Linked DNA regions of Pan troglodytes: region 2 is linked to region 1. Evidence: chromatin contacts called from public HiChIP or PLAC-seq data. All regions are on one chromosome and are shown on one strand. Each heading gives the region's core, a stretch centred on a gene start, on an enhancer-like site or on the middle of the called end of the contact. The rest is flanking DNA. Distances are from core to core; before and after follow the strand shown. Region 1 holds the start of WFDC2 (WAP four-disulfide core domain 2). Region 2 holds the start of DNTTIP1 (deoxynucleotidyltransferase terminal interacting protein 1).

Region 1 (4,144 bases), core at 1,427-3,926:
TGCATGCTTAGGCTGGGCACTGTGGCTCACACCTGTAATCCCAGCACTTTGAGAGGCCAAGGCGGGCAGATCACCTGAGGTCAGGAGTTCGAGACCAACCTGGCCAACATGGTGAAACCCCGTTCCTACTAAAAATACAAAAATTAGCCGGGTGTAGTGGCGCCTGTAATCGCAGCTACTTGGGAGACTGAGGCAGGAGAATCGCTTGAACCCAGGAGGCAGGGGAAGGGAAGGGAAGGGGAGGAGATGGGAGGGGAGGGGAGGGGAGGGGAGGGAAGCCTGGGGGACAGAGCAAAACTCAGTCTCAAAAAAACAAAAACAACAAAAAAAATGATTCTGACGCATGCTCAATTTTGAGACCTGCTGCTCTAGCTGATGGTTGTTATATCTAAGATTGCAGGACTGTGTTGCCAGATCTTTTACTTTTTCCAAGAGAAGCTAGAGGTTTATTTTTATATGAAATTCGCTACTTTTAAATCTTGGCAACTAATTTAAAAATTTAAAACATACTGTGTAGTTAATAATGTATGTGCTCTAGCCAGATTTGCAACCTCTGATTTATGCTTTTTCCTTTAACCCTTATAATAATCTTATAAAACCCTTATAATAATCATCCAAGACTGTTAGGATGATACACAGTTTATGCAGGAAGAAGATGCAGGCCCAAAACATGAAGCATTTCTCTAAGTCACATAGCCAGAAAGTGGCCATGGATGCATTGTCCCTGATTGGGCATGGATGCATTTGGTTCTAAAGCCTCTGCCCTTTTAAATGATGTAAAGAGAATATATATAACTATACCTAGCACGGAACTTGGCACCACAAAAGCTAAACATCTGATGCCATTGACTGATGAAAATTCCTTCCCCATCCTTCTGCCTGGCCCTGCCATCCTCCCTCAGTCTGCATTCCTGTAAGAGAGAGCCAATCAACAGGGCGCTCATAAGGGCCTGGGAGGAGCAAGGCTGGGCAGTTTCCTGGCCCAGGGAGCTGAATAGGGCCCGGAAGAAAGCTCTTGGCAGCAGTGCCTGGGGCTGAATGTACAGTAGCCAGCTGGGTCCACGGGCTAAAAACTGGCTGCTCACCCCAGTGTTCTCTTTGTGCCCTAGACTGGGTTTCACTAGCCTGTTATGGGCTGTGTCCCCACCTGGCTCCTGCCCTCATTGTTGACTGAGCTCAGAGTAAATAGCCCTGGTCCCTCCCAATAACGTCCCCAGTCCCCAAGTTGAGCATGAGAAGCTGGGGGAGGTGTTCTCAGCATCCATTTTGGGGACAGTGGCCAGATGTACTCACATCACCAAACCCTACTCGCCTGTCACTATCATCCCAGTGTTCACTGCCCCAGGGCCCCTCTAGCCTCCAGCAGCAAAGACCTCCTGGGGCTTCTAGAACCTCAGATCATTGGAGCAGGAAAGATGTTTGAAGGCACTTCTTGTCTAACTCCCTGGGTAACTCTGTTTTGGCACTTAACCCCCTGGATTCTAAAGCTTCATTTATACTTATTGGTCTCCTTCGTCACAGGAGACACTTATTTGTGGAGCACTCATGGCCATGTATCCAGTACCTATCATGGGTCAGGCCTGGAGTCCCTGTGTCAATCAGTGTGGATCTACTCTCAATGCTCCCAGTGAGTACATGGTTGTTCCATGGCAGGAACGTTGCATTTGTGTTCTCACTGAAGTCCCATATAGGTGTCATTTTCACTGATGACGTGGCAGCTCAGATCCAGGAAAGGATTCATTCCAGGGCCCTCAGGTGGGAAGTGGTGGAGGTGGGAGTCAGATCCCAGACCCTGTCACCTCTTCAAGACCAGTGCTGGAGGGCCCCTTTTGACGACTTTCTCTTCACCAAGCGTCTTGCCCTGCATATGTCACACAGTAGGCACCCAGTGAATATTTACGACGGAATGGAAAAAACAAGGGCCTGGAGGGAGAGACCTGGGTTCAAAACCTTATTTGTACAGCTTTGCAGGGGACCTTGTGGTGGAGGTGCGGTCCTAAATCCCTAAACACTCAGTTCCTTTGTCATATACAGCTGATAACAGTAACTCCCCGGTCAGAGGACCGGAGACAATTCCTTGAGACAAGGAGCACAGGGCCTGGCACAGTCAGCCCTGATCAGGGGCCGGTAGGACAAAGAGAGGGAGACAGAAACACACACCCAAACGGCTTGAGACTGCTAGGTGCTTCACCTTCCTGGGCCTGTTTCTGATGAGGAGGGTTTGTTTATTAATAATAAGTGCTATTTCTGTAGCCCCTACTATGTGCTCTGTATCACTACCCTAGCCCTCCATCAAGAGGGATCTGCCCTCTCATCTGGCTGACCCCAAATCGAACCCTTTAACCCGCATGCTCTACTGCCTCCCTGCGGGCCCTGCCTTATCCTCCTCAACCGCCCACTGGGGACACTCTGGAGAAACCTCGGAGTCTTGGAATAGAAACCCAGGAGCCCTGAGCCTTGGCCCTCAGGCCCCAGGAGGGAGGTCAGGAGGGAGGTGTGGACAAGGGTCCGGCCGTAGCTGGTCCCGTCCTGGAAGCTGCTTAAGTTCCTGGTTCCCACCGGGGCCAAGAGTGATACCTGATCCTGGGGGATTGTGAAATGACCTCATGTGGCAGCCCGCCCGCTGTGCCCGCAAAGCCCTCCACCCTCCCCTTCCCCGCTCGGCTCCACCCCTACCCCACGCCCCCTCCCGCGCGCGCGGTTAAATCCCCGCACCTGAGCATCGGCTCACACCTGCACCCCGCCCGGGCATAGCACCATGCCTGCTTGTCGCCTAGGCCCGCTAGCCGCCGCCCTCCTCCTCAGCCTGCTGCTGTTCGGCTTTACCCTAGTCTCAGGTGAGTGGGGCGAGGAGAGGCCCGGCTCCTAGAGGGGCCGAGCCACGAGCGCCAGGATGGAGCCAGGCGGAGGCGTAGCCTCTGGAGGCTGGGGAAGTGGGAATTCCTGGGGCGGAAGTGGCGGGACCCTTGGAGCCTAGGGTGTGGGGTCCGATGTGCTGGAGGTGGAGAGACCACTGATGGCTGCAATTTGGGAGGAGGAGGATTCTGTGCTGAACGCGGACACTCCGTGGCTGCAGTGGGCTGGGGGTGGGGGCTGCTCTGCCTCGACCTCGGAAGCTCCTAGACGCTCAGCTGTGCGGCGTCCCCTAGGGCTGAGATCTGAGGGCCCCGACGCCAAGGGTTAGGGAGCTCTCGTACTCCCAGGGGTCAGGGACTCCTGGTCTGGAAGAAGGAGTCTCTGGGGGCTGTAAGGGGACTCTTAGGGCCAGAGACTGAGAATTCCTTGGGGTTAAGGTTTGGAGCAGGAGGTGGGCATCCTCTGGGGCTGGCGCTACGCCCCACCCTCGACTGTCCCGGGCCTCCCCTCCCAGGCACAGGAGCAGAGAAGACTGGCGTGTGCCCCGAGCTCCAGGCTGACCAGAACTGCACGCAAGAGTGCGTCTCGGACAGCGAATGCGCCGACAACCTCAAGTGCTGCAGCGCGGGCTGTGCCACCTTCTGCTCTCTGCCCAATGGTAACCCCACGGCAGCCGAGCGGGAACGGGGCGGGGCCGCGCTGGGCTGGGAGGAGGTGGGAGGGCCCGGGTTCCGGGAACAGGGGCGCCCCCGGACCCGGGGACCCCCGGGAAAGTCAAGGCGGTTGAAACCAGATCCGTCAGTGCTCTCCCTCGCACGGCCCCGGGGTAGACAAAGGCGTCGTTGAAACGCAGCCAAGGGGGGATCCCCACCCCTAGCTGGATTCGAGTCTCTGGTGCATGACGGGCTTCCGGGCACGCACAGCCGGGACATTGTTCCCCGCGGCCTGGGGACCCGGGGCCGCAGTTTCCTTCTCGAACCGGCCGAAGCCTGCCCTGTGGGAAAGCCCGGAGCCTGGGGCGCTCACCTCTCCTCTTGGAGTCCCTCCCTGGGGGCCTCCCCCAGCCCTGGGGAAAGACTGGGAGAGCCTGGCCTGGCAAGATTTTCCCCAATTCCTCTGTCCAGGCGGAAAGGAACTTTACAGATTTAGGAAAATGTCCCGCTCATCTTAAAGATGTGTAAGGGAGCATCGGTGAGAAAAAAATGTTCTTGCCCAAGGTCACACCGCCATCCCATGGCTGCTGGAGTCATAGTGAGGGTTCAGCTTTTGCCTTTCAGGCCAACTGGCT
Region 2 (4,379 bases), core at 1,474-3,973, 330 kb after region 1:
CCTGTCTCTTAAAAAAAAAAAAATTCTGGCTGGGCACGATGGCTCATGCCTGTAATCCCAGCACTTTGGGAGGCCGAGGCGGGCGGATCATGAGGTCAGGAGATCGAGATCATCCTGGCTAACACAGTGAAACCCCATCTCTACTAAAAATACAAAAAATTAGCTGTGCGTGGCGGCGGGCACCTGTAGTCCCAGCTACTCGGGAGGCTGAGGCGGGAGAATGGCGTGAACCTGGGAGGTGGAGCTTGCAGTGAGCTGAGATCACGCCACTGCACTCCAGCCTGGGTGACAGAGTGAGACTCCATCTCAAAAAAAAAAAAAAAAAAAAATTCTGCAACCACCTTCCCCTCCTCATACACAAATACTAACATATATCCACCACTGCTAAAGGAGCAGCCATCCTGCAGATAATGAGAGAGAAAGGGTGGGATGATCCTGTTCTCATTTAATGAGTTCTAGGGAAAAGCTAGAACCTCTAGTAAGCCCAACTGGAAGTCCTATCTCCTTGTCCAGAGAGGGTAAAGAAAGCCAGGAAGAATGACCCAGGCCATCCTGAGAATCTATTCATCCAGTCCTGTCCTATAGAGATGATCATCTCCACTTACAAGCAACCTTGCTCTGGGAGAAGGCAGGGGATGACTTCTCCTCTCCTCTAGTCACTTTCTGTTACTGTTGGCCAGGGATCCCAAATGATAGCTCACCATGTTCTCCTGCAGTTATCCAGGATTCCAGGGACCCAAGAGCAAGAAGTGCCTTCAGAAGAAAGAGGCAGCTTAACATCATGATGATGCTGAGAGTTGGGACAAGAGCTCAGTTCAGGCTAGAGGTGTACACCTTGCCCAGAGTATCAGCTGAGGTATGAGCAGGACTAGGGATGGCCCCAAACCCAGTCCCAAAACCTTCCCTTTCACAATACTCCCCAAGAATATCTTCTCCTGACAAGAAGAAGAGGGATTGGCTGCTGGAGTGTGGGAAAATTCCTGGCACTACCACAGGGGACCTGTGATGGGAGGATCAAATTCTGTAAGCAATATACACAATATTCCTGGATGATGAGAAACCTAGTGGGTGGCCGGAAAAATGGAGGGGTGGCCATTGGAAAAAGAATCAAAGAGAGCCCTAAAGGGCATTGGAAGGACATGGCTTTAGCCCAAATAACAGAGGGAGGGATTCACGACACTACTTAATGGCCAAAGCTAATAACATAACCAAGCATAATAAAATTGTGGCTCCTGTTCATCCTAGCAACCAAGAAAATACAGAATGGAACAGACCACTCAGAAACTATCAAATAGGCCAAGGCGGGCAGATCACCTGAGGTCAGGAGTTTGAGACCAGCCTGGCCAACATGGCGAAACCCTGTCTCTACTAAAAATACAAAAATCAGCTGGGCATGCTGGTGCATGCCTGTAATCCCAGCTACATGGGAGGCTGAGGCAGGAGAATAGCTTGAACCCAGGAGGCAGAGGTTGCAGTGAGTGGAGATCACGCCACTGCACTCCAGCTTGGGTAACAGAGTGAGACTCTGTCTCAAAAAAAAAAAGAGAGAGAAAAGAAACTATCAAAAACCTACAGAAAAGCAGTAGTTGAGTTTGTTAAGAACTAATGAAAAGCACCAAACACCTACATCTTTGTCCCTCTAACCCACACAGGCCATTCTTGGACTGTATGAAGGCTAGCTGGCAGAACCCAAGAGAAGTTGCTATGTATGACTCAAATAGTCTGCCCACATATACCTCCTTTATTTCTTTTTTCTCCATTTCTTTTTTTCTTTATCTGTCCTGGTCATGCCTTTGGTTAGCTGTGATACCTAATGGTGTCCACTGGCACTGCTTAGTCCTATGGGCAGGTACAAGGTAAAACCTCCTTAATAGGATCAAAAAGTCTGGAGCCAGGAAGTCGCCCTTATGGTTAGAAGGCTGATGTTGGCTCATGGAGATAATTAACATTTGATGATGACCTCATATGTGCCTAATATGCTTTTTTTTTTTTTTTTTGAGACAGAGTCTCCCTCTGTCCCCCAGGCTGGAATGCAGTGGCGCGATCTCGGCATAATTAACATTTGATGATGACCTAACATGTGCCTAATATGCTTTTTTTTTTTTTTTTTTTTTTTTTTTTGAGACAGTCTCCCTCTGTCGCCCAGGCTGGAGTGCAGTGGCGTGATCTCGGCTCACTGCAACCTCCGCCTCCTGGGTTCAAGAGATTCTCCTGCCTCAGCCTCCCGAGTAGCTGGGATTACAGGTGCCCACCACCACGCCCGGCTAATTTTTGTATTTTTAGTAGAGACGGGGTTTCGCCATGTTGGCCAGGCTGGTCTCGAACTCCTGATGGCAAGTGATCCTCCCGCCTCGGCCTCCCAAAGTGCTGGGATTACAGGCGTGAGCCACCGCCCCTGGTCGAGCATATTAAAATCTAGTTTTCGAAAACTGAACGGCAGGCGCCGCTGTACCAAACGCTTCCCTCTGCTCCCCAACCCCAGCCTACAGAAACCTGGTCCCCTCCTCCTACCCCGCAGTCATCCCCAGGCCTTGGCCCAGCGGGAAACATCCCTTGACTGAACCGCCACTGAACACCCACACTCCACAATCGAGGCGCAGCCCTCCCGAGAGGAAGCCCCAACGACCTCCACCTACAAGGCCTCTAAGTGTAACTGTCCTGGGCGAGGCGCGGCGGTTCGGTTCCCATGGTAACCCCGCAGCTCCAGCGTCGCGCTTCCGGGCGGACGAGCAGCGCGCCCCAGTGACGTCACGGCGCCACTTTCCGGCCGGTGACAGAGTCTAGCGGAGTTTTGGGGGCCGGGGGCGCCATGGGAGCCACTGGCGACGCCGAGCAGCCGCGGGGACCCAGCGGGGCCGAGAGGGGCGGCTTGGAGCTGGGGGATGCGGGCGCAGCGGGGCAGCTGGTTCTTACGGTGAGGGCGCCCCCGGTGAGGTCTGGGCTCGGGCCGGGCACGGCCTTGGGGCTCCTGGGACCCTGGCCCGCGGGCGAGAGAACGCGGAGGCTGGAGCTGCAGAGGGGGTTGGCGTTTTCGCAGCCCGATGACCTGGATTTAAATTCTGGTGCCGCCCTCCTAGCTAGGTGACGTGGGCCATCTCTGTCAACCCCCTGAGTCCCAGGATCCTCTTCTATAAAATGGAAATGATTAGTACCTGTCTCATAAAAGTTGTTGTGGGATGGGAAGATAAAGGCGGGTACAGCGCCCAGGACATCACCTGACACAGAGTTGACCCTCGGTAAATACTGCTTCCCTTCCTCCTGCCGTGCCAGAAGGCAGGGTCGGGACTTTTAAGGCAGGAAATTTCCTCAGTTCCTCTTTTGTGGAGGAGGCCTTACAACTATCGTCCCACCCCAAGGCGGGAGAGATGGTGACGGATCTGAGAAGCAGGGATGTCCAGGTTTAACTTCATACCCACCCTCCACCTCCACCCCACCCCAGTGTCACAGGCCGCAGTGACATTTGTTCCGTTGGTCCCCACAGAACCCTTGGAACATAATGATAAAGCACCGGCAGGTGCAGCGGAGGGGCCGCCGCTCACAGATGACAACAAGGTAAGGCTGGCCCTGCATGGGACTTATATCCCAGCCACTGGCTTGCATGGCAGCTTTGGGATCCCCAGTGCACAAGGCTATGGAGATCTACAGCCGGTAGAAAGAGCACAGGACTGAGGAAGAGGAGACTCCGATTCTGTAACTCTGTGTGATCTTGAGCTAGTCAAGTCACTTCCTTCTCTGAACTCACGTACAAAATGAGGAAGGGCACAGGAGATGGGTTGTGGAATAAACAATACCTAAGATCCCTCACATTCACTGGCTCTGTGGTTGAGGGCTCTAAAGAGGTCAGTTAGCATGGAGTTTAAGAGAACAGGCTCTGGAGTCAGACAACTGTGTTCTCATCAACAGACTCTGATGAGCCCGTTTTCTCAACTATAAAGAGGGATTAATAGTATGCATGTCAGGGAAGGGAGAGAGCACAAGGTGGGCCTTTGGGATGCTGATAGTGGTGAAATGGATGTTCACTATAATTACTCATTAAAGTGTATAGACTTTTCTGTATAAGTATTATATTTCATAAAAACACTTTGGGCCGGGCGCGGTGGCTCACGCCTGTAATCCCAGCACTTTGGGAGGCTGAGGTGGGTGGATCACCTGAGGTCGGGACTTCCAGAACAGCCTGACCAACATGGAGAAACCCCGTCTCTACTAAAAATAACAAAAAATTGGCCGGGCGCGGTGGCTCACGCCTGTAATCCCAGCACTTTGGGAGTCTGAGGCGGGCAGATCACCTGAGGTTGGCAGATCACCTGAGGTTGGGAGTTCGAGACCAGCCTGACCAAAATGGAGAAACCCGGTCTCTACTAAAAATACAAAAATTAGCC

Evidence for each region. HiChIP or PLAC-seq counts read pairs in DNA pulled down with a chosen protein or histone mark.
Region 2: an H3K4me3 HiChIP or PLAC-seq map of stem cell-derived excitatory neurons shows a contact between it and region 1, with 2.0 times the contacts expected there. The contact joins the promoter of DNTTIP1 here to the promoter of WFDC2 in region 1. A contact is called at or near these places in 2 of 7 Hi-C or Micro-C datasets (induced pluripotent stem cells and a lymphoblastoid cell line) and 1 of 1 datasets of contacts at active chromatin or transcription factors (stem cell-derived excitatory neurons).

Annotation. Positions count from the first base shown.
Region 1 is chr21:51,724,273-51,728,416 of NHGRI_mPanTro3-v2.0_pri, forward strand. WFDC2 (WAP four-disulfide core domain 2) reads left to right here and starts at 2,677. Exons shown (of 4, transcript XM_009437306.5): 1 at 2,677-2,837; 2 at 3,371-3,514. The coding sequence starts at 2,759.
Region 2 is chr21:52,056,571-52,060,949 of NHGRI_mPanTro3-v2.0_pri, forward strand. DNTTIP1 (deoxynucleotidyltransferase terminal interacting protein 1) reads left to right here and starts at 2,724. Exons shown (of 13, transcript XM_016938003.3): 1 at 2,724-2,914; 2 at 3,482-3,552. The coding sequence starts at 2,810. WFDC3 (WAP four-disulfide core domain 3) reads right to left here and starts at 2,697. Exons shown (of 7, transcript XM_016938007.3): 1 at 2,637-2,697; 2 at 702-790. The coding sequence starts at 783.